Linked DNA regions of Mus musculus: regions 1, 2, 4 and 5 are each linked to region 3. Evidence: chromatin contacts called from public HiChIP or PLAC-seq data. All regions are on one chromosome and are shown on one strand. Each heading gives the region's core, a stretch centred on a gene start, on an enhancer-like site or on the middle of the called end of the contact. The rest is flanking DNA. Distances are from core to core; before and after follow the strand shown. Region 1 overlaps Ptprn2 (protein tyrosine phosphatase, receptor type, N polypeptide 2). Region 2 overlaps Ptprn2 (protein tyrosine phosphatase, receptor type, N polypeptide 2). Region 3 overlaps Ptprn2 (protein tyrosine phosphatase, receptor type, N polypeptide 2). Region 4 overlaps Ptprn2 (protein tyrosine phosphatase, receptor type, N polypeptide 2). Region 5 overlaps Ptprn2 (protein tyrosine phosphatase, receptor type, N polypeptide 2).

The links. HiChIP or PLAC-seq counts read pairs in DNA pulled down with a chosen protein or histone mark.
Region 1: an H3K4me3 HiChIP or PLAC-seq map of embryonic basal ganglia shows a contact between it and region 3, with 2.6 times the contacts expected there. The contact joins two enhancer-like sites. A contact is called at or near these places in 1 of 484 Hi-C or Micro-C datasets (cerebral cortex) and 7 of 115 datasets of contacts at active chromatin or transcription factors (embryonic basal ganglia, embryonic forebrain, embryonic hindbrain and 4 more).
Region 2: a contact with region 3 is called in an H3K4me3 HiChIP or PLAC-seq map of forebrain, with 7 times the contacts expected there. The contact joins two enhancer-like sites. A contact is called at or near these places in 1 of 484 Hi-C or Micro-C datasets (ventral hippocampal neurons), 9 of 115 datasets of contacts at active chromatin or transcription factors (embryonic basal ganglia, embryonic forebrain, embryonic hindbrain and 5 more) and 1 of 9 other capture datasets (embryonic stem cells).
Region 4: an H3K4me3 HiChIP or PLAC-seq map of forebrain shows a contact between it and region 3, with 3 times the contacts expected there. The contact joins two enhancer-like sites. A contact is called at or near these places in 3 of 115 datasets of contacts at active chromatin or transcription factors (embryonic forebrain, embryonic hindbrain and forebrain).
Region 5: an H3K4me3 HiChIP or PLAC-seq map of forebrain shows a contact between it and region 3, with 4 times the contacts expected there. The contact joins two enhancer-like sites. A contact is called at or near these places in 2 of 484 Hi-C or Micro-C datasets (cerebral cortex and cortical neurons) and 7 of 115 datasets of contacts at active chromatin or transcription factors (embryonic basal ganglia, embryonic forebrain, embryonic hindbrain and 4 more).

Annotation. Positions count from the first base shown.
Region 1 is chr12:116,822,151-116,824,850 of GRCm38.p6, forward strand. It overlaps Ptprn2 (protein tyrosine phosphatase, receptor type, N polypeptide 2), which reads left to right. Exons shown (of 23, transcript NM_011215.2): 4 at 2,167-2,269. Among named protein-coding and RNA genes, the nearest start is that of Gm31336, 66 kb to the left of the region's middle. Within about 2 kb of position 1,366, at least 4 of the 459 cell types and tissues checked have an H3K27ac peak or open chromatin away from gene starts, as enhancers often do. A contact at or near this core is called in embryonic basal ganglia, where this site is marked.
Region 2 is chr12:116,658,936-116,661,635 of GRCm38.p6, forward strand. All of the region lies in intron 2 of Ptprn2 (protein tyrosine phosphatase, receptor type, N polypeptide 2), which reads left to right. Among named protein-coding and RNA genes, the nearest start is that of Gm31336, 97 kb to the right of the region's middle. Within about 2 kb of position 1,411, at least 33 of the 459 cell types and tissues checked have an H3K27ac peak or open chromatin away from gene starts, as enhancers often do. A contact at or near this core is called in forebrain, where this site is marked.
Region 3 is chr12:117,159,301-117,162,000 of GRCm38.p6, forward strand. It overlaps Ptprn2 (protein tyrosine phosphatase, receptor type, N polypeptide 2), which reads left to right. Exons shown (of 23, transcript NM_011215.2): 13 at 2,294-2,506. Among named protein-coding and RNA genes, the nearest start is that of Gm10421, 9.4 kb to the left of the region's middle. Within about 2 kb of position 1,356, at least 25 of the 459 cell types and tissues checked have an H3K27ac peak or open chromatin away from gene starts, as enhancers often do. A contact at or near this core is called in embryonic basal ganglia and forebrain, where this site is marked.
Region 4 is chr12:116,771,476-116,774,175 of GRCm38.p6, forward strand. The region is part of intron 3 of Ptprn2 (protein tyrosine phosphatase, receptor type, N polypeptide 2); the gene reads left to right. Among named protein-coding and RNA genes, the nearest start is that of Gm31336, 16 kb to the left of the region's middle. Within about 2 kb of position 1,371, at least 29 of the 459 cell types and tissues checked have an H3K27ac peak or open chromatin away from gene starts, as enhancers often do. A contact at or near this core is called in forebrain, where this site is marked.
Region 5 is chr12:116,841,875-116,844,574 of GRCm38.p6, forward strand. All of the region lies in intron 5 of Ptprn2 (protein tyrosine phosphatase, receptor type, N polypeptide 2), which reads left to right. Among named protein-coding and RNA genes, the nearest start is that of Gm31336, 86 kb to the left of the region's middle. Within about 2 kb of position 1,292, at least 26 of the 459 cell types and tissues checked have an H3K27ac peak or open chromatin away from gene starts, as enhancers often do. A contact at or near this core is called in forebrain, where this site is marked.

The DNA of each region.
Region 1 (2,700 bases), core at 116-2,615, 340 kb before region 3:
GAGACATTAAGTCTACTTTCCTGCACATGGTTCATCTTCTCAGTTTTAAGCAGATGGGTCCTTTCTTCTAGGGTACTTTGTTTCTTTGGTAGTTCAGCGTGATGCTAAGTCAATTTTCTTTCCAATATATAAATACTTTCTGCTCAAATGAAAGCTTAGAAGTCTGGGCTGGAGTCCGGATCCCTTTCAGACTGCCTGTGTAGCTGACTGCACCCTGGCCATCATGCTCCTGAAGCCCTGCCACAGAGCTCAGCACATGCAGTACTGTGTCCAAGTAGTGTGCTCTTTAGACCCAAAACATGTGTGCTTGAGAGTGTGTGCATGGACTTACGGGTCTGTATGTGTAGGTGTCCATGTTGTGCATGTGTGTGCATAGGAAGCCAGAGGACAACCTTTGGTGCTGTTTCTCAGGAGCAACCTCTGCTGTTTTTAAAGATGGAGTCTCTCATTGGCCTAAAACCTGACTGTTAGACCGACCAGTGAGCCCCAAGAATCCCTGTTTCCACCTCCTTAATTCTGGGGTTCCAAGCATGTGCTCTCATGCTCAGCTTTTTAAATGTGGGTTCTGTAGATCAAACAGACCCTTGAATATGCAAGCTGTGCACTTTACCAACAAAGTCATCTCCCCAGCCCAGAAGATGCCATGTTTAATGACATTTTTTTCATGCAAAGTTCCTTTATGGTCTCAAGTTTCTGTTGCCTGATAAATATTAATCGTAAGACTGTCCTTGGGGAATAGCATGTTTAAAATATGTGTATTTTTTAAACCCAAAATGCTAGCTGTTGGGCTAATATTGCAAAGTGCTTTCCATTGAGAATTCCCCTGGGAATGGACAGAGGGGGGGCTCAGAAGCATGCCTGGCCAAGAACCTGCTTTTCTGATGCCTTCACTACCAAGCATTGCAAGCTACATAGATTGGTCCAAATTCCCTGCAGTGACTTTCCTTCCACAGAGAGATGCTCTGAAGGACCTAGGGCTGAAACCGGAGTCCTCCTGGCATTTTCACCATTGGGCCTCTGGGGACTTAGGATGTGCCAGCCATTTGATTCTTGCCATCTGTAAGCTTTAACAATTCATATTTGCATTAAAATGTTTAAATATGTTCATGAAAACCACTTCTCTATACTTTAAATTTCATCCAGAGTATATGCTCTAGGCTTTATTACCATACTAGTCACACATTCATATGTGCACACAAATATGCACACATACACAAATATACCTTCCCATGCATACACATATACACTCATATGCATGATCATCACATATGAACACATATACATACACAGTCACATGTATGCAAACGCATACATACACAGAGCTGTCCTGACTTGAAGGCTTTGTAACTTGTTTTTTGCACAGAGCATAAAAATATACCTCTGTAATTATGTGATGCTTAGTGATTAGATAATTATGGATAATTGCATGGGGTAGCTCTAAGTGTGAAAGCGTTACCGTAAGATCTAAAATGTACAAATTGCATAATAATTATTCTTGGGAGTTATTTGGTAATTCTGAGAATAATTATCATGTGATCCACAGTGCATGTAATTAATGCACAATTGCATGGATTTTTGCCTTCATAACTGCTTCCCCTTGTTATAAAGCTCTTTGTCACAACATTTGAGTGTAAATATAATGTAATTGGCTCTGAGATTTAGTACATTAAATCCACAGTAACTGCTTCACAAGAGTGTAACCCTATCCAGCCAAACGCTGGGCTCTCAGGCAGGATGGGTTAGGGAAAACATTGTTCCAATGTGGTATGGCAACTAGGTCAGCACAACAGTGGGTGTGCCGAGCAAGGCAGTATGGCAAGTAGGCTGGGCAACGACATGCATGTTGTTGTTGGGGGCCTCTTTGCTGCCGGTGAACCTACCCAGGTAGACAAGGTCCATCTTCTGTGTTAGACAAAAGCCTCTCTCAGTTTCTGTTTCCTTTGTCTCCCAGCCACAGCCAACACCCGTTGCACCTATTTTTAAAGCAACAGAGCAAAGCACTGACTATCACTTGTGTCTGGAGATTTAAGAAAGATAAAGGAGATCTTACTCAACCTCACAAGGCCCCCATGGTTTTCTGGAAGAACAGGGACCTGTAGGAGTCTGGAGTAAGAGTTTAGCCACATTTGCAAATTCATGCCTCAGGTTTTACTCCTTTCCCTACAGGTTTCACGTGGCAAGATGACTATACCCAGCGTGTGATTGCCCAGGAGCTTGCAAACCTCCCCAAGGCCTACCTATGGCATGGGGAAGCGTCCGGCCCAGCCAGGTATGTGTGGGCATGACTTGCCTCTTCTTATTCCCGGACGTAGCTGTATCATTAAGTTTGGCTACTATTAGCATAGGGAAGCAACTCCCACCTTTTGGGTGTAGAATGGATACCCATGAGGAAGAGGATACCCAAGAGAAAGAGATGCAAGGCATCTTTATACAGTGGAGTAACCCTGAAATGTGGTGCCTTGGACACTGAGAGGCACACTGTGGGTCTTTTTTGTACTTGTCCCTGAGACCCCAGAAGAGCTCTGCACCTTCAGAGCCATAGTCTTGCAAAGTAAGGTCAAGAATTCTGGTTTCTTACTAGCAAATTGTGTTAACAACATTGCAATGAGCAGGATTAATTCAGAAAGTCGTGATCTTTCTTTCCCAAAGCCCAGCAGCCTGTATTGAGCAACAGTGTGTTCTGTACCATCTCATTCACCT
Region 2 (2,700 bases), core at 161-2,660, 500 kb before region 3:
CTGTCCTTGTGTGCACTGTCACTGACCTTGTGTGCACTGTCACTGACCTTGTGTGCACAGTCACTGACTTTGTGTGCACTGTCACTGTTCTTGTGTGCACTGTCACTGACCTTGTGTGCACTGTCACTGTTCTTGTGTGCACTGTCACTGACCTGGTGTGCACCATCACTGACCTTGTGTGCACTGTCACTGACCTTGTGTGCACTGTCACTGACCTTGTGTGCACAGTCACTGACTTTGTGTGCACTGTCACTGTTCTTGTGTGCACTGTCACTGACCTTGTGTGCACTGTCACTGTTCTTGTATGCACCGTCACTGACTTTGTGTGCACTGTCACTGACCTTGTGTGCACAGTCACTGACCTTGTGTGCACTGTCATTGTCCTATGTGCACTATCACAGTCTGTGGTTAGAACTGTTGTAGTGGAGCTCCAAGACTGAGATGAGTACCATCCAGTTCTGAGAAAGGAAGACTGTCCATTTACCTCTTCTTGCCTAGGCATCACCAGTTGTCTCAAAGCATGGCAAGGAGCACTTAAGGGGCCCCTGGTCTCAGGGAGCTAGCTCCCCAGGAAGGGCCTGGTTGTATAGGGAATTAACTTCTCACATGGGACCAGGGAAATGGAGAGTCAGCTCCCAATCAGGGGCCCGGACATATGGATCAGCTCTGCATGAGGGTCTCAGTGTGCAGAGGACAAGCTCCCCATTAAGTATGTGGGAATACAGGGAGTGACCTACTCCTCATGAGGGGCTTGGGCATAGGGAGTCTGATGCCCATAAGGAATCTTTGGGTGCAGAGGTATGGCTTCCTATAAGGCACTTGAGGCTGCTGGAAGCTGGGTCCCCAAAGAGGGACCCCAGGCTGATGGCAGAGACTTGAGGGAGGGAGAAGGAGGAGAGTAACAATCCCTGCAGCTAGATTAGGGTGTGGTTTGAGGTTGGGCAGGTGGGGGAGGAGAGGGAGTAAGAGCTGAGAACTAATGTTGTGCCTCCCAGCTACTTTGTGGGAGAAACTTGCAAGGTGAAGAGCTGGCTCAGGTCAGCCTGCTCTGTCAACCATCAGACTCCCATCCTCCTAAGCACTAGTTAATTCAGCTTTGACGAACATAGAGTAACCACAGCATTTGGAAGAAGCACCAACCAGCCATGAGAAATTGGTTTGAAAAAAAACAAGAAATCTTATCTGTTGAAAATTATGCCCCCCCAAAGAATTTCTGTTGCCAGGTGCAAGGCTTCTTGAGCAGGAAATCCAGCGAGGTCAGAGGCTCAGCGGGGCGCTGGGTGGAGCAGGGGCCTTTCTGTTGTCTGAGGGAAGCTCTTTCAGCCTCGGATTCATGCTCTAAATGTCAGCTCTCACACTGGGAGCCATTTCTGCATCATTTATGTGGAGCTGAAGTCAGGGGTGGTTCTGCCAGGCAGCTCTTGTAGAGACAGTCTCCACACCCACGGGAACCTGGCTGAACTTCAGCTCTCTTCATGGTGTTAATTGGCGAGCATGTTAAGTACACTTGACCTTTTTAAATTTATAACCACGGTGTTTAAGTTTCCTAGGTGTTTGCAGGATTTTCAAACTTAGGCTTTTGACTGAAAAGGAGAAAAAAACAAAACCTGGGGAGCAGGGGAAAGCGGGGCTCACACCCTGTGCAACCCGATGTTTTCAGGTTTTTTCCCCTTGGCTGTTCTGTCCTTCTGCCTTTTGCGGCCAGAATCAATGGGTTTGATAAGATATCCTCAGGGATGGGGGCTTCTCTAAAGATTTCCCTTCTTCATGGAGCTTGGGGCCCACAGGTACTCTATGTTTACAGACATGCACTCTGCAGGCTCATTTTGGTTGTAGCTGGGCTGTTGGGGAAGGGGGGAGGGGAAGGGGGGAGGGGGGAGGGGAAGGGGGGAGGGGGAAGGGGGAAGGACACACAGAGGGAGGCAGATGCTCATCTGGAAAGCAAAAGATCCAGATCCCTACCTCTGCCACCTGCTCTTATTATCCTTTTGTCCTTAGTGGGGGGGAAAATTACTACCCAAATCCTACCAGCTGGGATGAGGACCTCAAAGTCACAGAGAAGACTTTGTGATAGTGATGGCTATAAGGATAGGGTGTCCTATTTGCAGGGGACACTTGGAAGTCAGCCTTCACTGCGGTTTTGTAATGTCACTTTGTGAGCAGATCATACTATGTGCAGAGCTGAGTTTCCTCAGATACCCATGCTCACCCTCATTGGACATGGGCAGTGCTGGTCAGGGCTCTGGATGGAGTTGTGGGTGTGGGTTTTACATGGCTCCACTCTAGTTAGGGCACTGGGCGTGATAGAGTACTGGGCACTGTTCTAGGCAGAGCAGGGTTTGAGAAAAAGCATTGGGTGGGGTGCCTTCAAATACATGTGTGCCTACTGAGCACTCTGAATATCCAGGAGAAATGGTCATTTTTACAAGGTCGGCTGACAAAGGCAATAGAAGGCCCTTTGTTGTGTTGGGGACTACGTTGGTTTCTAGGTCTAATTGGAACCTTTCCTGGTCCAGACAATGCTGGAGTTACTGATAAATCCCTACCATCCCAGCTCCCCCCATACTGACAGTCCTGTTTATTTTGCCATGATGTCCAAAGTGAGTCTTTGTCTTTCAGAGCATCAGCATCTTTCCTAGCTCGTCTCTATGTCCAAGACCTCAGTAATGCTGATGGCTGCCCCTGTTCTCCTTGTCAGAG
Region 3 (2,700 bases), core at 106-2,605:
AAAGAAGCTGGGGCACCTGGGCTTTTCACTGGTTGCCCTGCAGCCAGCCCCGCAGGTTGCCACGCCGTTCACTTGTAGGAACATCACCTGCCTCTTCCTGTGGCTCCAGAGTGCCCAGTGTCTGTCACCTGGCAGTGCTGTCAGTCAGGCGGAGTTCATACTACGGACCATTGATCGCTTGGTGCTCCCAGCCCTGTGGAAGCGCGGGTACAGTGCAGAGTGTACTGATGGGCTGTCATATACCATGGCCCAGCATGGCTGGTAACTTAGAGTTATCTGAGAACCTGAAGCCGAGGAATTTCGTGCCTGAAGCCAGGTTAAGGAGGTCCTTTTCCAGCGCCACGTGGCGTGCAGGTCCGCCCAAAGCCTACGCTGGGCCTTGGTTCAGGGACCCTCAGCTCAGGAGATGGGTAAGGTGTCCTTGCCATTGCCATCCCACCACTGCCTTTGTTGTGGTCTGCTGAGAAGAGGCTAGACAGGCAAGGGCGGTGGGAAAGCAGCCATGGATCCGGCAGAGTGTGACCAGCTCCCGCCCTGGCATACCTGGGACCACACTGAACCCTGGGGAGTGAACAGCTCCGTTTTGCGAATGGTGCGGAGGTCCACTGGCCAGGAACTTAAGGAAAAGGGTTTGTTCTTGTGCGAACTACATCCAGTCATGTGAGGACAGCCATTTGGGCCACCGAGACCCTGGCCGAAAGGGTTATTTGTGTGGTTTATGCTCCTGCCCGTGCTGGGGCAAAGAAGTGTAGCTTAGAAACTGAGATGGGGACTTCGCTGACTTGGGGGGAGGGGCGGGAGACTCTGGAATGACTTCTTTCTAGAAGCTCTCCTGTGGGGTGGGCGGGAGTGAAAAGAGGAGGGGACCCGGGAGGAAGCCAAGAGGAGGAAGGGAAGGGTTCCACAGCTTTCCCCTGTGCAGGATCTTCTATGCTGCTGGCTCGCAGCAGCCAAGGGTGTCGCCCACTCAGTCCTGGGAGAGGTGTCCACGTTCCTGCTCCGGGTCTCCTGCTCCCCTCCCAAAGGTCCCCTCTGCCAGGCCTTGGAGCCCCCTCCCTTCCTCTCTTCCATCCATTACTGAAGTCCAGGAACCTCCTGGGTCCAGAGCCAAGCAGAACCAAGCCGCGCATCCAGGCAGGAAATCCCGGCGTCTTTTCTCATTTAACCCGCGTTTCCATTAACTCGGTCCCAGCGCCCGCTAATCCGCGCACCGAAGGCAAAAGCAGGCTAATTAATGACCAGCTTTTCCAGTCAAGACTAGCGATAATTGCTTTGGTGGCCTTTATGATTACAAGATAAAAATGGGCCCGGCCTGACATAAGAGACACTGTGTACACTCAGAGACTGGAGGAAACGAAGAGTTGGGAGGCTGAAAGCGGAGCAGAAAATTACTAATAGAAGAGAGATAATGAATAGGCCGGCCAGGCATTCATGGGGAAAAATCCATTTTGTTACCACGCGAAATTAGGTGGCGGAAAGGAGTTTGCTAATTGTTCTCCTCTTGTAGCAACCAGGACGGAGGCAGGGGCGTGCTCTTCCATTCATTTCCCGAGTAATTGTGGGGGTTGCTGGCCGGGAGTCGTGGGCGATTTGCCTGCGGCCCTTCCATTTTCCTGTGGCGTGTTTAATTGTTGCTAATACACCTCCTAATAAAGCTAATGAGGGGGGCGCTGTCTGGCTATCTGCCCTGGATTTGAGTGACAGAGAGGATTTTCTCACCTATTCCCCCAAGATGCAAAGTGAACTTCCCAATCATCTATTTCCAAAGACCTTGTCCCCTTTGAAGGAACAATACTCAGGTACCAGTAGTTGGAGTCTGTGCTTATAGAGAGTGACTAGAGCTGGTTGCATTAACCCACAGAATGTCTTCTAGAGAAGAAGCCATGTCCCAGAGCTATGATGACTCTGGCCAGTGCATTCTACTGATACTGGGGACTATTTAGTTCTGTTAATATTTTACCCACCTCCTGCCAAGCATGTGCTGGATTACATGCTCTGGACAAAATCTGTATCTGATTAGGAATGATGTACACTTCGTTTTACTTAAAGCAGCAAGTTGGGTACCAAATACTTTACATTATTAAGTTTGAAGAACAGCCACTATTGGGGTTACTCTTGACTTCTGCTTAATAGAAATTCGGTCTGGAGGTATGGTGTTGGAACTTCTTTGCACGTGTGTCCCTGCACAGCCCCCTCATGTTGAGGCTGCACTAAGTCTGGAGGGGGTGTGCTGCTGGAGTCAAGGTCCCCTGAGTAGTAACCTGTTCTCCTCCCTCTTCTCCTCCTCCTGCAGAAGGGAAAGCTCAAACTCCTGCCGCATCAGGAAGAGCAAGAGGACTCTACCAAGTTCATTTTGCTCACCTTCCTCTCCATTGCCTGCATCCTGGGGGTTCTCCTGGCTTCCAGCCTTGCCTACTGCCTCCGCCACAACTCACACTACAAGCTGAAGGACAAGTTGTCTGGACTAGGCGCTGACCCCAGTGCAGATGCCACTGAAGCCTACCAGGTAAAAATAAACTTTTCAAAGTTTTCTCCTTGGATTTGCCAAACTTGATTTGAGAGTGAAGGAGGAGGGCAGTCTGTCCCCTCTCTCACCCTCTATACTCCCTCATGAAGTCACAGTACAGGCTCTTTTATGATGACAATTTGAAACTTCTCATTAGCATTCATGTAAATACCTTGCAACCACAATTTTATGGC
Region 4 (2,700 bases), core at 121-2,620, 390 kb before region 3:
GCAAAGAGATGCGTCAACGTAAGCAAACAAAGACCAGAAGTGATACCACGCAGGGATGAGAAAAACCAGGAGTGTGGCAGCTAATGGTCCATGGCTCTTCTGTATGTGCTCCTTGACTGCTTGGCTCTACGAATCCTGACTTGCAGGAATCTAGGGTTCAGCCATTCCAGGCAAGGGGCTGTGCCACAGAGGTCTTCCCTACTCAGAGCCACTCTGTGTAGCTTGTGTGAATGGTAAGTGCAGCTGGTCCTCTTTGTGCCAGGAAGGGAGGTTTACTCCTAGTGAGGGCTGCTCTCTCTATCAGCAAGTGACTATTCTAAGTAAATTCTTCAGGAAAGACAGGACGTGGGTTTATCTGGGGATATGCCTGTTTCCCTAGGAAATTAGTAATTTTACTGAAACTGTCTTTTGCCTAGCCCTGCACAGACATGCAGATGACGTTGCTGGGGTGTCAGTGAGTGTGAGTGTTCTCTCCTTCATGTCCCCCTATACCCAAAGAGCCAATGGCAGAGAGCCCCAATCATGCAGTTCAGGCTCTCTGGCAGCAAAAGACAAGCTTGGGTGCATATTGGCTGTAGTTCATTCCCCAAAGCCAGTTTTATTAAGCAGCCCTGTTTAGTGAATTGCATGGGTCCGCCCCCGAGCCCAGGATGCTGGTGGGACCACCTCCTGGTTGGTTCCTTTGTGTAGGCAGCTGGTGCTCCAGTGTGTGGCAAGCCTTGACCTTTTCAGCTTGCTTTGATTTGGGCCCCTGAGTGGAAACAGTGATTGTAGCTGCCAACACGTCATCAGGCAAATGGTTACGAGAAGGAAGGGGGAAAGGACAGCCAGTCCTCTTTGTACACACTTAACCAGAGCAAAGGCAATGTTTGAGGACAAAGGGTCAATCTGTGCTGTAGGCACAAGGAAGAAGCAAAGAGTGAGCAGGCAGTAGGACCTCCCCCAGAGCTCGCAGAAGCAAAGAGTGAGCAGGTGTTAGGACCTCCCCGAGAGCTTGCAGGGGCACCGGTCCACTCTGTTAGTGGTGGGACAGTGGCACCTTTACTTCATTCAGGTGTGGCACTGACTGAAGCTGTCCCTTGCCCAGCCCTGCACAGGCATGCAGGTGACGTTACCAGAGAACTGGAGGATCACCTTCCCAAAGAATGAGGCAGAAACCACAGGAGAGCTTTGAAGGGGACAAGAAACAAACCTTGAAGGGTCCAGCACAGAGCACAAGACCTGGTTTTTCTTGGTTCTGTCTTTTCAGGCTTTTATTGAGATGACTGTGAAAATTGCTTTCTTTTTTTTTCAGATAACATGAACTTTGGGAACAACAACAACAAAAAAAATTACTCCACCTTCTCATGCCAGAATTCTGTTACTGTTTGCTTTTAACTTTAGAACGCTCAAACACTGTTCTCTGTGGCTCCAAACTTGAGTATTTGTGGCTGTCATTGAGGTTCTGTTTCTCTCTCTATGGTCACCAGTGGGAAGTTATTGGCCAAATACCTGACAAGAAGAAATTAATGGCAGGAGGGTTTACTTTGGCCCAGTTTGAACCCACACGACACTCAGGAGGAGGTACAATAAGACTTTGTGATGCCAATGTGTATTGGCTTTCTTATGATGCTTGCCTTATGCCTGACATGGGAAAGATGTAATTTAAGAAGTAAAGGAATGGTGGAGTTCATGCTGCTCTTGCAGAAGACCACAGTCAGTTCCCATCACCCACCTGTGTCTTCAGCTCCAGGGAATCAGAACCTTCTTCTGACCAAGGTGTGCACTCAAATGCAGGTGCACCAAATTCGTGCACAAATAAGTAATAAAAGAAACTTAAAAAAAAAAAGGTAGTAGAAGAAAATTTCAGTCTTGTATGAAAAAAAAAAAAAGAAGAGGAAGCAGATATCAAAACAGACGTACCACTATGGCACAGGGTGTGGCGTTTGCTACATCAACCTGAAGACTGACAGTGCCTGCAGACACAGTAGTGAGGGCTGAGTGGAGGGTATCTACAGTGTTGTGTAGGGACAACACATCAGGAATAGTCCTCCAGCATCAAGGAAGCCCCAGTTCCCTAGAAAGCAGGGCTGTGTGGAATCAGACACCCACACATCACAGCTTGAATCATCCCTATGGGTTCTCTGTTGAAAAGCAGGAGTATGGAAGCTCTCCTTACTCATCTACTTTATCCTGGTCTGGGATCATGATCCTTTCTGGTATTTGGAATTTGGTAGAATAGAGCTGTAGGTGTGGTCAGACACCTCAAAATCTACACGCCAGGGTATCATGATTGATGTTACCTATTTGGGGCTTATTCTATTTACTGCTTAAGATTATTACTATTACTATTATTATTATTATTATTATTATTATTAGTAGTAGTAGTAGTAGTAGTAGTAGTAGTGTGGCATTGTGCAAGTGTGGATATACCACACTGTGCTTGTGGGAGGTCAGAGGACTACATTGTATAATCAGTTCTCTTATTCCTTCTTTATATGAGCTCTTGGGATTAAACTCAAGTCTTAGGGCTTATGCCCCAAGTACTTTTTATCTGTTGCACCATCTTGCTGGCCTGTCTTTATTTTTCCTGATCCCATTGACCTGATGCTTGACCCCCCTCCCTGACTCCTCCATAAGGGCCTCCTTGTGGGTTGTGGTCACTCTCACTTTGCAGATTAAGTGGTCACAGTGGACACCATGATTCATTCTTGGGGACTC
Region 5 (2,700 bases), core at 42-2,541, 320 kb before region 3:
ATCAAGATGACATGGTGTCCAAAACAGTAAGGCTTTCAGGCTTGGGCTCTAGACAACTGTCTGTCTGTTGAAGGCAGGCTTAGGCACATGGCAATCACCATGCTATTCAGGACCAGACTTGCCTGCTAGGTCCAAGGTACAAAGTAAGAAACTGATAGGACTTCTCGTTTGGAGGCAAAAGCTTCTCAGATTATGAAGGTTATAACGAGTACAGCTGTTAGTGAAATGAATGTTCCTGGCTCATTCAGTCAGGATGTTAGAGTAAGCTTGTTTTGGAGCCAAGTCACATTTTTCAGTGGGCGTCTAAGGTGTCAAATTATGGTCACTACGATGTGCCAAAGGGTTCTGGATTCCAGAAGTCAGTGTTTTTGAGCCTGAGAACCAGCTCATCTCTAAGGGTGAGAGTGGGGATGGTGGGCAAGCTGGACTCCCTGGTGTGCGTGGTAGGCTTTTTGTAGGCTCAACAGCTCTTTCTAATGAATGTCCACAATGTTACTTCATTGGGCTGTGTTTTCTAAGACTGTAGTATGCTGCTAAGCACCCACATCTGGAGATTTTCCCCGAACCCGCACCAAGGCTTCCTCAGTCCTGAGCTTCCTCTGTCCTAATATACCTATCATACATACATAGCATACACCTATGCTGTGATCCCAGCACCAGCAGCTGACTCCCTGAAGGCACTTGAAGCCTTCCTCATGTAGAATGACAACACCATTTGCTCTGCTAGAACGAGGGCTTCTCTTGGCAGATGTCCACAAGGGGCTGGCATATTTTTCTAGATGATTCTGTGGGCTCAGGACCCATAGAGAGGAGAAGCAGTGGCAAGTGCTCATGTCCCCCACAGCCCAGAAAGAGCAGTTGGCAAGGGGAGCTGGCAGGGTGCGGTCAGAGTACCATGACACCAGTACCACTCACACTATGTTGGCTCCTGGGTTCCTTGAGACCACCACTCAGAAGGATGATCTCACACCACAGGTAGCCACAACAGTGCCAGTAGATGCCTGTAGCCCAGTCGTTTTACCCACAGCTGTTATTTCCCTTCAAAAGCTGCCCAGTGTGAACTAATGGTCATTATAATCATCCAACAGGGTGGCCATTTCAGAGCAATGGCTGTGAGTTATTCAGAGGCCGAGCGCTGGGGGGCACTTCTGGCTTACACATTCTTTTTTCTTCTGTATTCAGATAGATGTTTCTTCATATTTTTTTTTAAAGTGTGAAAGCCCAGAACTCATTATTTTCTGTTGAGTGCTTAAATGAGGAGAGAGCTGAGTCACATTTCTAATGAGCATCGTCTGCACAAAGCACAGAAGTGCAGCAGCAATCCAAGCTGCCGCAGGGCTCCGCAGCCAGCCTGGAACTAGGGGCTTCTCCTACCCCTCCCATCGGGTGACAGGCTATCTCTGTAGCAATTTAAACTGTAGCCACTGGTGGTGTTTCAACATGCATCCAATTTCTAGTGAATTGTTTACAAATCATGTTTTTTTTTTTTTTCCTGTATATCTATCCTGGAGAATCTGACTCCTGCATAGACAGAATTTTGATTTATTCTCTTTGAGACTGTTGGACTGATTACCTCATAACAGAAACCATGGGGAGTAGAACTTCCGTGCTCCTCCTAAACAGGCATGGCCAGGAGCCACTCTGATACATGCTTTGAGCACGTATAACTAAATCCACTCTACCACTGTCCCTGTGTTGTTAGTGGGGTGCCTACCTTCTTGCTTTATTGTCCAGAGTAGCACTGGCTCAGAGTCCTTTCAGGTGCTTTGCATAACATTAACATGCTCTAGTTTTACCCACAGAGCACAATTACATCCCCATTCCACATGCCACTGAAGAGGGCCAAGCTGAAATTCATTGCTTGCTGATACCATTAATTAATTTACTTTCAGGAGTATTTGAGAACATAATTAATATAAAGCAACTATAATGGGCTCTGAGATTGGAAAGATATGAAACTGCACCTGCCCTTCAAATTTTTCAGTCATATTTAATAAAAGAAACAACAAAAGTGTAGTTGAAATGGAGTAAATATAATACAGTAGTACAGTAATGGAGATAAATATGCAACGTGAAGGACATGCAGCAGGATTGGAAGGTAGACTGGGGGTATCCTGAGTGATAGGGCAGCTAGAACATATTTGTGGTTTAGGGACCTCCACAACCACCCATAGCATGGATAATTAGATGAGAGGCTGCTCTGCTGTTTCCAAGAAACTCCCTAAAGTTGAAGATGCAGAGTCCTAAGGATTTGGGACTCTACAAGTTGGAGCAACAGGTAAACCCCCTAGTAGGGCAAGGAGCTCCATGGGGACTTTTGGGATCATCTGTTATATGTCAAGGCTGGTCAAGAGCTAGCTGTAAAGATGAGCAGGAACCTCTTCAGAGGACCAGAGAAACCCAACCAGAATCACAACCTTTGCGAACACAATACAGGCACTCATATCAGGGCAGCTTGGAGAAGATGTGAGAAAGAGGGGGATGGGTGAGATGGAAGATTTGAACAACTTAGACTGACAATGTGAGGCTGATTGACATCCTACATATTGGGAGAGTGGATGAAATTTAGAAATCTGGCCGCATGTTTTGGTGGGGTGGAGGGCCTGAAACTACAAAATGTCTTAAAAAGTTGACCACACATCTCTTCAGGTTCCAACCACTCCATCTCTTCTTATGATAAGCGAAAGCATAAGGCCATTC